Linked DNA regions of Mus musculus: region 1 is linked to region 2. The links are chromatin contacts, called in public promoter capture Hi-C maps. All regions are on one chromosome and are shown on one strand. The core of a region is the stretch at or near the end of the contact, and the rest is flanking DNA. Distances in the headings are between cores, read along the strand shown. Region 1 holds the start of Ptpru (protein tyrosine phosphatase, receptor type, U). Region 2 holds the start of Col16a1 (collagen, type XVI, alpha 1).

Region 1 (6,985 bases), core at 821-3,320, 1.8 Mb before region 2:
CTTTTCCTTCCTCTACCTCTGTCTCATGGTGACTCTCAGTTTAATGCTCGGGTCCTCGAGAGCTGTGTCTTTGCTTCCTTGAGCAGCAGTTTGAGGACCCAAGGAGACCAGGGATGCTCAGTTCTTCCTTTTCTAGCCTCAGGGTAGCTTCTCAGTGTGAGCCAACTGAGGGAAGAGACAAGAAATAGGGAGGCCTTACAGACGCCAAGACCTGTACTTAAATGAGTTCCTTCAACATCTCTGCCCATTAGTTGTTGGGGGGAATGAAAGTAATAAACCAAAACTCAAGACTCTCCAGCGGCTGATCATTTTCTTAGTGTTTATTGACTCAAAATGTCTTCCGTATTCGGCTTTCTGTGTGGTCTGCAGGCCCTGGCAACTTTTCCAGTTGCACCTGCCGTTCCTCTTCACCCTTCCATTCGGGCTCCCTCTTAGACCAAGGCTCGCGCTTCGGGCTGGCTGCAGCGTTCCTTCCCATTGGTCTGGCTGGCTGCAGCGTTCCTTCCCATTGGTCTGGCTGGCTGCAGCATTCCTTCCCATTGGTGTGCTTGAGGCTGGCTCCTCACACGTCAGGTCTAAGATCACGTGGCATGGGGTCACATCCTTGGCAAAGGCGTCTGTCTTGGACTGTCTTTTCTGAAGCGTGACCCGACCCCCCCCCCCCATCTTTTAGTGTTCCTTGTTGCAAGAGCTTCATTTCCTTGAGGGCGCATGCCTCAGACTGAAGTTCCATATGTATTTATTTATCTGCGGCATGAAGTCTTCGTGAGAGCAAGGGCCCTCTCTGTAAGTACTCATCTATCAGTTACCCGCTCATTCATTACTCATCGAGTATGCGGGATACCAGGCCCCGGGGGAAAAAGCTTCCCTAGGGGGACACACATTCTAAACATGGGGGATATATACCAAGTCCATCACATAGCAGGCAGTCTGTTTAGAAGTGCAGCGATCCACTTTCCCTACTGTAGGTTCCAACCCCCCCCCCCACCCTCTCCTGCATCTTCCTCCTGAATGTAAGCTTCATGAGGGTGGGGATTTTAAAAAATATTTAAATTATATTTAAAATATAATTTTATATTTTATAAATATACACGGCCAGAAGTGCTGGTCTGATGCGCAGTTACAGGTGGTTGGACAAGGGTGCTGGGGATCCATCCTGAGCCCTTTGCAAGAGCCGCGTGCACGCACCTAACCACTGAGCCGTCTCTCTAGCTCCCGGAGATCAAGCCTTTGTTTTTTAATCTCCTCGGTAGTCTACAGTCATCACTGAACCAACAAGCCCATATCTATTCAGTATTTGAGAAGCAAATGGGTTTCCAGATGTGAGTCGGTTTTTGTTCGTTTGTTTACACATTTCGAACCAGACAACCTTGATTCAGATCTTGGTGTCGCCTCATACTGACACATAATCTTGAAAAAGTCACGCTCTATGATCTCAACTTTCTCAACTGTGTAATGGCATTAGAATGGTGTGTGTCCCCTAGGGCAATAGTGAAGATGAACAGAGTCCCAGAGAGAGGCACACATGGCACCTGGTCTTAAGTAGCCACTGACAACTATGCTGGTGGTTGTGCAAAAACTTGGACGGGGCAGAGTTCCAAATCTACTTACTCCGAGTAGCCGGAGGCTACTGTAGAGGCACGAGCGTCAGTAAGAGAGAAGTGAATTTCATATTACTGAAAGTAAACGGCAACATTCCAAAGGCCCAACAACGTTTCAGGTAGATGAAGAGTGCTCTGTCATTGGAGGGAGCTGGGAGTTTATGTTCAGAGTAGTCAAGGTAGGAAAAACTTAAGCAACTGAGGGAACAGAGGAGCCAAGGGTTCCTGGGTTACAGTCTCAGCCGTGGGCAACGGATGCGTTGAGAGTGCCGACCTGAACACCGGCACCGGCCGATGGATCTTGTCGACGGGGTGCGAGAGTGGGGGATGGGCACGCCAAGGCCGGCGGGCCCAGGGAACCGGGCCGCAGCGCGCGACACCACCAGCAGGGGACGCCTCGAGACCGCGGAACTCGCGCCCGGGGGCCTGACGTCAGCGCCCCGCTCGTTCGGGCTCCCGCTCTGGACTCGGCGCCAGTCCCGCTCCGCGCGGCACTGCTCCACTACGGCTCCCGCTCGCCTTGGGCTCCCGGTCGGGCTCCGGAGGCGTCGCCTCCCCAGCTGCGGGTCTCCAGGACCTAGGCGGCGGCCATGGCCCGGGCTCAGGCTCTGGTCCTGGCGCTCACCTTCCAGTTCTGCGCGCCTGAGACCGAGACTCCCGCAGGTAAGCGCGCGCGGTCCCTCCAAGCTTATCCCGCGAGTGCCCGGGGGGCCGGGGATGGCTTGTCGCTGGTGTCGGAGTGCTCCAAGCTTCTGTGGCCGCTGTGTCTGTAGTTTGTGTGCAAACTGAGGTTGAGTGTGTACCGCGGATGCGAGTGTGCTGGTGTGAGTGTCGCCTGCGTGGAGCACCGGGTGTGCGCTGGCTCATGTTTGTCCACGCTGCCAAGTGGGTTGTGTATCTGAGTTTCAGTGGCTTGGCTAGAGTTGCGTCTGATCCTGTGTTGCATTTGTTGGCTTTTTTTTTTGTATTCCCTAGGCGGGAGTACTGTTTGTTGCTGGTGCGTTTGAAAACCCGCGTGTTTGTTTATGCCTGTGCTGTGAGGACTCGGTGGATTGTGCCCAAGTGTGGGCCCGAGTGTGTGTGGTGTGTGTGTGTGTGTGTGTGTGTGCAGTCGTGGGAACCGGGTCGGAACCTGTGTGAGCTCTGTGCCCACGAGTGACCCTGTGGGAGTATTTGGGGTGTACGATGCTGTGTGGGTCCGTGTGAATGTCAGGGATGCGGGGAATACGTATGGGGGAGCGTGTCTGGAGTGGATGTGAGTGTGTCGGTGAGCGATGGTTTCGTGGCTAGGGACGCTGCGAGCTTGGGGTGCTCCTAGGCCGTGGTCGAGTGTGGCCGGGACCCGAGGGTGTGTGTGCATGTGTGTGTGCATATGTGAGTGTATGTGTGATCGCGCGCGCGCGTGTGCGTGGCGCACCCGGCCGGAACAAGTTGTCGCGGCGGCGTCCCCCGGAGGCTGGGGCGGCCCTGCGGCTGGCGAGGGAAGGAACGGGGAGAGACGTGGCTGTAGCCGCCGACTCCGACATTTCGGGCGGTTTGTTGTTTCGCAAGTTCCGAGCGGCGCTGGCTGGCGGCTGATCCGAGGAGGCGCCAGGGCCGCGGGGCGCCCGGGATGGGGAGGGCCGTGGGGCGCACCCGGTTGCGGGCGGGGCTGCGGCGTCGGGGCCCCCGCAGGGCCTGGCTGGAGGCCTCGGGACAGCGTCCCCATCGTAGCTCGTCAGAGGCGTTGGGGACGCCGCGGTCCCCGGGGACGCTGCCTGCGTCTGCTTTGCAACTTTGTGCGGCCTCCCGGCCAGTCGGGCACGCGCGTGCGGACGTGTGTGTGTTGTGTGTGTGTGCGTGTGTGCGTGTGTGCGTGTGTGTGTGTGTGTGAATGTGTGCATGGGCCTCCCCCTCGGCCTGCGGTGAGATCCCGTGCTTGAGTGTGCTTTGGAGCCTGGTGTCCTATGGAGGGTGTGTGCGTGTGCGTGCGTGCGTGTGTGTGTGTGTGTGTGTGTGCATTCCCATGTCTGAGTGTGTGTCCAGTGACTGTCTGTGCGACCGCGAGCGCATCGCATCGTGTGCTCTGTGAATGGAGTGTCAGTGTGCTTCTGTGTGTGCGCGCGCGTGGTCCACCGTCCTTTCCTGAGGCCTGGACCTCAGGCCTCGGCCCCTCTGGCGGGCGTGTGCCGGTCCTCTTCCAGGGTTTCCTCCTCCCCTGGCTCCCGCCACCGGCGTGAGGTAGCTGGGAGTCGCCCCGGGTGGAAGCAGAGCCGAGACACGCGCTGCCGCCTTGGGCCCAGGGAGAGACTCCAGGTCGCCTGCCTGCCCCAGACAACTGGCCTCCGGGGATCTCGTTCACCGCCCCGCCCCCGCTGGGGCGTCTCGGGAGCTGTCCTGGTCTTGCCCTGCAGCTTTGGGGTTGTACTGCTCAGCTTCAGTTTTGACCTCCTGGTATCAGAGAGGGTGATCCAGGCAACCTGCCTCTTAGACCTTTCTCAGGGCCGCGGGGCGCCCGGGATCTTTAAGATAGAACCCTTTTCATTCCCTCACTCGATCACCTTGATTTGAGAATACACACGATCATCAATTGCCCTGGTAGTAGACTGTCAGGATCAAGGTTTGAGAGTGAGAACTGCTGCAGGTTGTTCTCATTCTTGAGCCTCAGTTTCTCCGTGTGCTTCATGGTCTTAATAATGACCGCGTGTGATACTTGGTAGAATGTTAAGTCCCCTACTGAGAAGCTGAGGAGAAGATGGGTTGGGGGTGTGTGTGTGGCAAAACCCTAGGGGCTAATTTGAAGTGTGTGTGGGGGGGGGGGAGGGGGCAACACGGGCTCAAATTCTGTCTCGGCTACTTGTTGTGTGTGACCTTGGGTAAGTCACATTACTTCTCAAGTTCCTGTCACCTTTGAAACTTTTAGTATTAGAGAAGCTCTAGGCAGATGGGAGGTGGCAGCCCTCTGTCCTCAGTCTAGGGAGTGGATCCAGTCCCCTGCCTACTTCCTTAGTCACCCAGTGGGGGTCTGTGTGGGGTGACTCCCAGACGTGCACACCTGGCAGCAATTATCCCACTGTGCTCTGGATCGGTCTGTCCTTTTGGTCGCTGGAGTTATTGGGCAGCAGGAATGAGGGAGAGGTGCCCTGTGGTTTCAGGTTAGGCAACAAGGGCTTGTCAAGGCAGCCTTCTCTCTGGGGCTGAAAAGGGGGGCTAGACAGGAAGCCAGGAGGGGAGCCTGGATCCTATGCTGCCTCCTGCTTATGTCTGGTGGCATCGGTGGTCCAGAGCTGTGTACCCTGTTTGCTGGAGGCATGCTGCTATCCTTCAGGCTGGCCCCAGCTGGGCTTGTGGCACCCAGCTAGGTCAGCCAGAGCAGGACAGGAGGGGCTTTGTGCCTTCCCGTTGTGTCTTGAAGTATCCTATGCTTCCTCTATCTCTCCTTTTCTCCCTCCCCAGTGGTCCACCTGCAGGAAGGCAGCAGCCTCTTCCTTCCACTGTGTCAGAGTTCTTCCTAAAACGCACGTTTTAAACCCCTCTTCAAATCCTCATCAAAGCTCCTTGTTACTTTCAGAGTTAAAAGTCTTTCCTTCTCAGCTCCGTCAGAAGTCTAGCCCCTGCCTGGCCCACCTCATCTTCTGGGATCCTACGCTCTGGCTAGCTTTATCTACCAGTGGTCCCTAAGTATCCACAACCCACGATCTCTTCTCTGCACCTTGTACAAACTGTTTTCTTTCTCTCCAGGACTCTGTGATTCCACAATTTCCTATGTGAGCCTCCAGTTTGTCTCTCAGCTTAGAAATCACTTCTTCCTTGAAGCCTTCCTTGGTTTTTCTCTGTTTGAGTTCAAGAGAGGGAAGGGAGGAGCTGATTAGGTTTTTATATAATCTTATAATTATAGTCTCTTGGTCCTGCCACCCTTATGAGATCAGGAACTCTGGGAGGAAAGTCTCCGTGCGCCTTCAGATACTTAGCGCCAGGCACAAAGTCTGAGCCTTCTAGTCCAAGTAAATGGCTGTGACATACAGGAATGAATGAAGCAGACTGATATAGTTCAGTCCTGTAACCTAAGCACTGAGATGAGGAGGCGCTGAGGCAGGAGGATTGATTGCAAGTTTGAGGTCAACCTGAGTTGTATGGCGATTTCCACGCTAGACAGGACAACTTTTCATATTAAAAAGAAGAATGAATGAGTGAATGAATGAATGGAGTCAAATGGGTCAATTCAGAGCTGGAGATGCCAGATGGGGGCGCAGTGACTCCATTGAAGGCAGAAGGGAAGAGGATTTTTTTCCTCGGTAAGAATCTGGAATATTCTGTCTGTGGATGGTGTTATGTTGTGAAAAGGCTGTGTCCGGAAAGTGTCATCTGGGAGCTGTGAGTTAACTAGGTTGAGTCCCTGACAGAGACTGAAGGGAGAGGGCTCTTGCAGGACGGCCCCTCCCCCCAGACTGCTGCTGCCTCCCCCTGCCCTGGTCCCACCCCTAGCAGCTGGCTCAGCTTGTCCAATCCAGAGAGTTTCAGCCTACCGTGATCAGACAACCGTTGGTGAGGCTTGGAGTCTCAACGGTTAGTCTGAACATCAGGAGGAGGGATGAGGGGCCCATGTTAGGCAGACATCCCTCAATCCTCAGTTGTAGATCTTGGGCTAGGTAGCGGAGGCCAGTTTCCCCAGTGTCCCTCCTGGATCCTGAGGGCCTGTCCCTGAGCTGGAGAGGCAGACGGATGTATACAGGGGTCATCCTGTGGTCTAGGCAGCCAGAGTGGGCCTTATGTGTGTTTATACATGTGAATGAAATGGAGGGTGGGGGTACAGAGCATATGTGTGCATGGCCCTTCAGGTCAAGCTGCCTGGTGAGCTTGGTGTAGCTAGATCTGAGTTTGGAGTTGGGGAGAAACAGCTGCTATGACATATGGGGAGCCCCCAGCACCTCATTCCTGGAATGGTGGAGTTATCTGGCTGGGTAGCTTCTCTGTGCCTCAGAGTGGGTGCACCTATCCTAGGGTAGGAGAATATTGTGGTGCAGAGGATAGATAGTACTGTGGATCTGCAGGCTGGTGCCTCCAGTTCCATGGGCCCATGGCCATCAGTCCAGACCGCCCTAACCCACAGAGCCTTCTGCAGTGATGGTGATGCTCTTTCTTTGCAGTGGTGTGGCTATTACATTTAAATTAGGTACGACTAATTGAAATACTAATTTAGTTCATCAGTTGCAGTAGCCAAGTTTTAAGACATCAACTGTTACACATTGCTAGTGGTTGCCAGCACATTGGCAAGGGCCTGTAGAAGACATTCCCACCCTTGTAGAATGTTCTGGGGACTGTCTCAAACAGCGGTTCTCAACCAATGGGTCTCGGCCCTGTCAGGGGTTGAATATCAGATATCCTACATAATAGATATTTATATT
Region 2 (6,778 bases), core at 472-2,971:
CCCATGTACCAGGGACTGCAGGGATAAGGGCTTGGTGTCAGTTCCTCTTAGAGGCCCCACACAAGCCTGGGGTGAGAATCTGGGCAGTAGTAATAAAGAAAATATTTAACCACCGGTATGCCCTAGACACTCACCAGCCCGAGCACAAGCCTAGCTGAAGCACAGAAGCAAGGCCCAGACAGCTTCTGCTATGTCATGAGCTTGCCGCTGGGTTGAGGAGAGGTCTAGAGGGTTCTAAAAGATCACAGAGGCAGAGAAAGCAAGGGGCCATGAGCAGAGGCAATTTATCAAAAATGTTTCACGAATCCCAGGGCTGTGTTCTGCACTGGTGCATAGTGGCCCAGTACCTGGAGAGCTGTGCTCAGCTGAGCCCAGGTTAGCCCTGCCAGGCACCTACAAGGTCAGGGGCTGAAGACTGGACTGAGTCTCTTGGCAGAGATCACAGGGCTGTGTATGAGCCAAGAAAGCTTCCCCTTGTGTGTACAGGGGCAGGAGAGCAGGTCACCAGGGCTCAGGACCCCGTTGCCAACCTCTCCCGCTGATGGATGCTCGTCTTTTTGTTTTATTAAACCCTGATGGATGGGCCCAGATAAATCAATGCAGGCTCAGCAAGTGGCCAGCAGAGTCATATATCATCTGGCCCCTTCTAGGACAGGCAGATCATGAGCACACAAAGCCATGTGTATCAATACAATACACATAGGCTTATAGGCACATAGGTGCCGGGACTGTGCAATCAAACCTAGCTGCAGGCAAGCGAGCTAAGAGACATGAGAACTGATAAGCCCAGTTTACATACATGCTCCTGTCCAGAGCCAGACTATGAGCACCCTCCAGGAGGCTCTTCTGTTGGTACTTTCTTAGGCAAGTCAGATTTTGTACGGTGCCATGCTTACTTATCTCCCTTATTGCTGGATACAGAATAAAGGATGCCTTCACGCATGCGTGTGTGTGTGTGTGTGTGTGTGTGTGTGTGTGTGTGTGTGTGTATATATATATATATATATGAGGCTGGACTCTTGGGATGGATCTGTGCCCCCACCTCAGTCATCTCCCATCCTAGGGGTGTGCATCCCCCCCACTCTCCAACCCCAGCCTGACCTTCCCTTCCTGACAGCCAGTGGAAAGGTAGCCGACTATGAGCAGCATGTGGGTGCATGTGGAGGCGTGAACATAGAGATGGGCTCAACATGTTCACCACTCTGGCTCCTACTCCCAGGCCTCAGATTGAGTGAAGGGCTTGTAGGGATGAGCTAGAGAGATGCTTCCAAGGAGACCCCGCCCCCCTCAACACAGACACAGATGGAGGCAGAGACAGCAGGACCAGCATGGAGTTTCCAGATCACCCCACGGCAGAAAAAGAGCACTGAGGCCCTCAGAGAGGGCTAGCCACTTGCCCCAGGTCACATAGCGAGTCAGTAGCAGAATATGCCCTTTCAGCTCAGAGGGAGAAGCAGCCCAGTGCTGGCCCACTTACCAACGGCCCGCGGAGCCCTTCACTGAGCAATCCTGGCAGCCCTAAGGCTGCCAGCTATGGGAAGCAGGGCCAGGGGTCCACGGCCCACAGGAGGATCCTCGATCTCTCCCTGCCAGTCTGCGCTGACCCCAGCTTTTCCACGTCCTGAGTTCTCTAGACTGAGTGCAGCGCAGCGTGCGCGCACACTCACACGCCTGCTTGCAGGAACTGCCGGCCGCTCCTGGAGAGGGAAGAGGGCGGTTCCAGGGGGCTGGGGGCCTGCCAAGAGGCTAATGGAACACAGCTGGGCCGGCCCGCCAGGCTGGAGGAGGAGGGAGACCGCGAGGGTTCGGCGGCTGCGGAGGCACTGGCCATTGGCCTGCACCGCCGCGCTCCTGGCCTGGCCCTGCGCCCGGGCCCGCCCGTCCCGCTTCCCCAGCCAGGTGAGCCTGCGGGTGAGCGGAGCAAGGCGGGACCCTGCGTGCCCAGAGCTGCCCTGGAAGGGGCGCCTGCGGCTGGCTGGCTGGCGGGAGGGAGGCCAGGCTAGGCGCGCCCGGGACCTCCTTAGTGCCCCCCCTAATTTCCTTGGCTGAGACCCCAGAAAGCTGGAGAAGACTAGAGACCCCTCCTCCATAGTCGTGGAACCCGCGACGTGGCTGCTGACCAAGCCTCGGTGGTCAGCTTTTTCCAGTGCCTGGGCCTAGCATTCCTAGGCTGTAGAACCTCTGCTTGCACTGGGAGGAGGGGATAGAGCACCACTCCCCAACCCTGTGCTAAATTAACTCCTTCTGCTCTGTCCCCATTTCTACAGAAGTAGGGTCAGGGAGTCCTCTTGGACTCCAGAAGGTTGGAAAGACTCAGATCCCTACCCCCTGCCCCCTCCCTGCTCCCTGCTTTAAGAAGACTTTTTTTTAAATTAATTTATTTTGTATGTGTATGTGCGGAACGTGTACACAGGCATAGTTGTAAATGCCATGTTGTATGTGTGGACGCCAGAGAACAATTGATGGAGTTAGCTATCTCCTTTCACAATAGGGGTTCTGGGGGAATCCCGCTAAGGTGGTCAGTCTTGGTGGCCAGCACATTTACCTGCTAAGCCATCTCCATGGCCCTCAAACTTGGTTTTGTTCTCTTTTTAACTGGATATTGAGCCTAGAGTTTGCATATTCTAGGCTAATGCTCCCCCCCCTTGGTGGTATAGTGGTATGTGTGTGTGTGTGTGTGTGTGTGTGTGTGTGTGTGTGTGATGTGTAAATTTGTGCAGGTGTACACACACATGCTTGGTGGTGGCAGCCTGTTGCCTTTAATCTCATCACTCAGGAGGCAGAAGCAGGTGGATCTCTGTGAGTTGAGGACAGCCTACTCTACAAAGTGAGTTCCAGGACAGCCAGGGCTACACAGAGAAACCCTGTCTCAAAAACAAACAAATAAACAAACAAAAAAAACAACCAAACGAAAAACCCAAACCGCTCTGTTGCTCAGGCTGGCCTTGAGCTGGTCTGGGACAGAAGCAAACCTAGAACTTTCTATTTTTAAGATAGGTTCTCACTATGTAGCCCTGGCTGTCTTGGAACTCCCTTTGCAGACCAGGCTGGCCTTGAACTCACAGAGATTCCCCCTTGCTTAGAGAACGCTGGGACTAATGATGCACACCAGCACACCCAGCCAAGCCTAGATCTTTCAACCCTCTAGCCTCAGCCTCCTGGGTAGTCGGTGCCCAGCAGGCCTGGTTCAAATCTACTTTTTATCTCTAATTCCATTTGCACATCTGTGAGATGAGATGCCTGCAGCTGCCCGTGTAGCTTTGTTAAAGGAAACTCATTAACATCTGTGAGAATGCTTAGCCGTGCTCTGGCACGTAAGAGGAGAGATATTTGCTGCGATTTTCATTATTGGGATCCTTAGCAGAGGACAGGGTCTGTAGGGAGTGGGGGTGGGCATTAAGGGACAGGGAGGTTTTCTTTATATACAGGGTCTAAAGAGGCAAAAACAGTTGAGTTTGGATGAACCTCAGAAAAGGAAGCGAAGCGGCTGTAGGGTATATGTTGGGGTTAGAAAGGAAGCGACTTAAGACCCTCCATCCCAAGGATGGCTTCCGGTCGGAGTAGGGTGGTTAAAGCTGTAGACCTGTGGCCCCATCTAACCCAGGCGGAGCCATGACAGGCCCGGGATTTCCCACCTCCATCCCTGAGTCAGCGGAAACCTAACCACGCTGCTACGCCATGGAGGCGCCCCACTGTGGTCCCCTCACGGAGCCTGGGCCCAGATGTGTGGTGGCAGTGGTGCGGCCTGCGAGGCGCTGAGCTCAGCAGGCAGGAAGTGCAGGAGGTGGGGCTTTCAGAAGCTCTGTCAGGAGGGCTGGGCAGGCACAGTCGGGGTTGCGAATGGAGTACTGCCCAGCTTAGAGCAGGAAAAGGAAGGAACATCCACTAGTCAGGTTTACAGGACACAACAGGGGGCAGTGCTCACACTTCACCTCCACCTTTGCTGGAGGAAAATCCAGAGTACAGGAACAAGTTGCCTAGCATCACATAACCCGTTGGTGGTAGAGTGGAGACCATGGCCAGCAAACCTAAGCAGCAGAAATGACCACACCCTGTGCCATCCTGGCCATGCCCAGCCTTCACCCACTCGTGCCCCGCTCTGCAGCTCTCAGAGTCGAAGATGCAGGAACCTGAGAGAGTGATGTCCTGAGACTTTCCTATTAGCATCCCAGAGGTGCTCATAAGAACAACCAAACCACCCAGGCAGTGGTGGTGCACACCTCTAATCCCAACACTCGGAGGCAGAGGCAGGGCATCTCTGTGAGTTCGAGGCCAGCCTGCTCTACAGAGCAAGTTCCAGGACAGCCAAGGCTACACAGAGAAACCCTGTGTCAAAAAGCAAAACAAAACAAAACAACAAGCAACAAACCAAAAACGTAAAAAAACCAAAACAATCACAAAAAGAACAACCAAACCCAGGAAGCACCCCTCTGACTGGGCCCGTCATCACAGTGTAGAGCTATAACACACAGAGCTCTTCACTGTGACACGTGTGCACAGCCCCTGTGTGTGCTCACTTGCACATGCATCTAGACACACTCATGTTCATACAGACCTGAACACACAGACAGATGTGACCCCCCCACACACACACACATACACTCATACACAGAATTAGATTCCTGGATATATCCAAACCCAAAGAGGTATATCTTCTCAGAATATATATGGTGTCAGGCGGAGTAGTATATGCCTGTAATCCCCAGTTACCCAGGAGTGTGATGAAGAAAGGTTTCCAGTTCAAGGCCAGAACTTATCTCAAAGGTTTTTTTTTGTTGTTGTTTTGTTTTTTTTAAAGGGCTTGGAAGGCTAGTCTGGAAGCAGAGTCGTTTCATACACAAGACTAGACTCCCTTCCCAGGACTGAAAAAAAAGTTTTGTAAAGACTTGAGTGTGCACACACAGGCACATGCATGTACATAGACATGTGTGTCCACAGACATACACATAAAAACACAGACATGTCCACTATGCCAGCAGAGATACCTGCAGAATTTCGACACACACAGATATGTGCATACACTCAGATGCATATGCAGCTATGCCAACACATTTATATGCAGTCAGCCCCAGAAAGTCCCACACATGAGCAAGTAGGGTATCCCATGGGACTGGGCTCGGTGCCCTCACCCCAGATGGCATCGCCACGAGGTAATCAACGCTGCTAATCGCCACCAGCTGCCCTGGAGCCTGCTTGCCGCTGCCGGGTGGGGCTACCGCAGCCTCCTGGGCCTAGGGTAATGTGCACAGATGTTGGCAAAGCTCAAGGGCCTTTCCATTACCCCAGCTTGCCACTGGGGCTCCCCACCTGGCAGAGGCTCCCCACCTGGCAGGGGGAACCTCTGGGGCTGGGGGAAGGGTTAAGAGCCAAGATAGAGCTTGGTCCCAGGACAGACCCAGGAGCCCCCAGACATCTAAGCAGAAGTGACCCAGATGTCTTAGGCTTGCTCAGGGATCCTGAGTCACACACATGCACACCCAGACTTCGGCATAGCTGAACACAGATGCATACACACCCTGAGACATATCACACCTGATGGATTGCTCACCAGAGATCTGCTTCTGCTTCTTCCTCCCTGTAAATGCCACCATAATTCATTTTGATGCTCAGGCAGCAGTCTATAGCTGGGCTCCTGCCTTCCATTCCGCCTCCCCCACCCCTGCCTGTCACCTCTATCCCCACAGTACAGGTCACATCCAACACTTCCACTGATACCACCCTTGCCCGAGCCACTAGCACTTTTTACCAGAGTCGATGCATAAGCTTGCGAAGCCTCCAGCCTGATGCTCTCAGCCCACTAACCCCACCCAGGCCCCTAGCCCAGCCAACAGGGAGCTCCTTCCCAGCCTCTATCAGCGGCTGCTCAGCTCTCATGAATAAAACCCCAATCTTGGGGGCCCGGAAAGAGGACGGCTCAGCAGTTAAGTGCACTGGCTGCCCTCCCAGAGGACCTGGGTTTAATTCCTGGCACCCACATGGTGGCTCGCAACCATCAGTAACTATAGCTCCAGGGGATCAAATGTCCTCTTCTGGCCTCCATGGGAACCAGGCAAACAGGCATATATGCAGGGAGAACACTCACACACATAAAATAATAACAAATAGTTTTTAGAAAATTAAAGGCCCAGTTTTCCCCTCTAGCTGTTCCAAGGGCTTCATGATGTAGCCTCTACTTCTGACCCTCCACCTTAACCCACAGGCTGTCTCCCACTTTCTTCTCCAACCATGAACCCCTACATTAGCTTGGCTCAGGGATTTTTATACTGTTCCTCTTTCTTCTTGGAGGGGTCTGCCCTAGTCTTTGCAGACTGGCCCTTTGATACCTAGGTCTCCGCTGAATGCCCTCAGTGTGGAAGAGTCCCAATGGGCCTTTGACACATGGCCCCTGTAGGAAGCTCTCCAAGGCTTCAGTGTATGTCCACATAATATCTTTCTGACTGACCATGTCTGCCATTTCTAGCACACTATGGCTGAACCCAGTGCCTTATAGACACACATGAGTGATTGAATGGGTTATACTTGTACCCTGTCCACCCTGCACTCAGACAGACTGCACTTTCATGAGGCACCACATATACACACAACCACACACCCACATGGTGGGGGGGTGTTGCCATGTGCTGACACATGCATACACACACACACATACACGGAGTGTGCCATGTGCTGACATACGCACACACACATGCACACACACACAGCTTCTGAATCAGGGAGAAGAGATTGTGAACAAGACAGGTCTCTTTTCTTTGTCCTCGCATGTCTCTGGTGTCCCTGT

The links. Promoter capture Hi-C pulls out the DNA fragments that hold promoters and counts their contacts.
Region 1: a contact with region 2 is called in a promoter capture Hi-C map of liver, with 4 times the contacts expected there. The contact joins the promoter of Ptpru here to the promoter of Col16a1 in region 2. A contact is called at or near these places in 2 of 39 promoter capture datasets (both in liver).

What each region holds. Positions count from the first base shown.
Region 1 is chr4:131,833,363-131,840,347 of GRCm38.p6, reverse strand. It overlaps Ptpru (protein tyrosine phosphatase, receptor type, U), which reads left to right and starts at 2,070. Exons shown (of 31, transcript NM_001083119.2): 1 at 2,070-2,264. The coding sequence starts at 2,192.
Region 2 is chr4:130,042,783-130,049,560 of GRCm38.p6, reverse strand. Col16a1 (collagen, type XVI, alpha 1) reads right to left here and starts at 1,721. Exons shown (of 70, transcript NM_028266.5): 1 at 1,478-1,721. It overlaps Gm12963 (a long non-coding RNA gene), which reads left to right and starts at 1,139. Exons shown (of 6, transcript XR_003955360.1): 1 at 1,139-1,153; 2 at 1,635-1,899.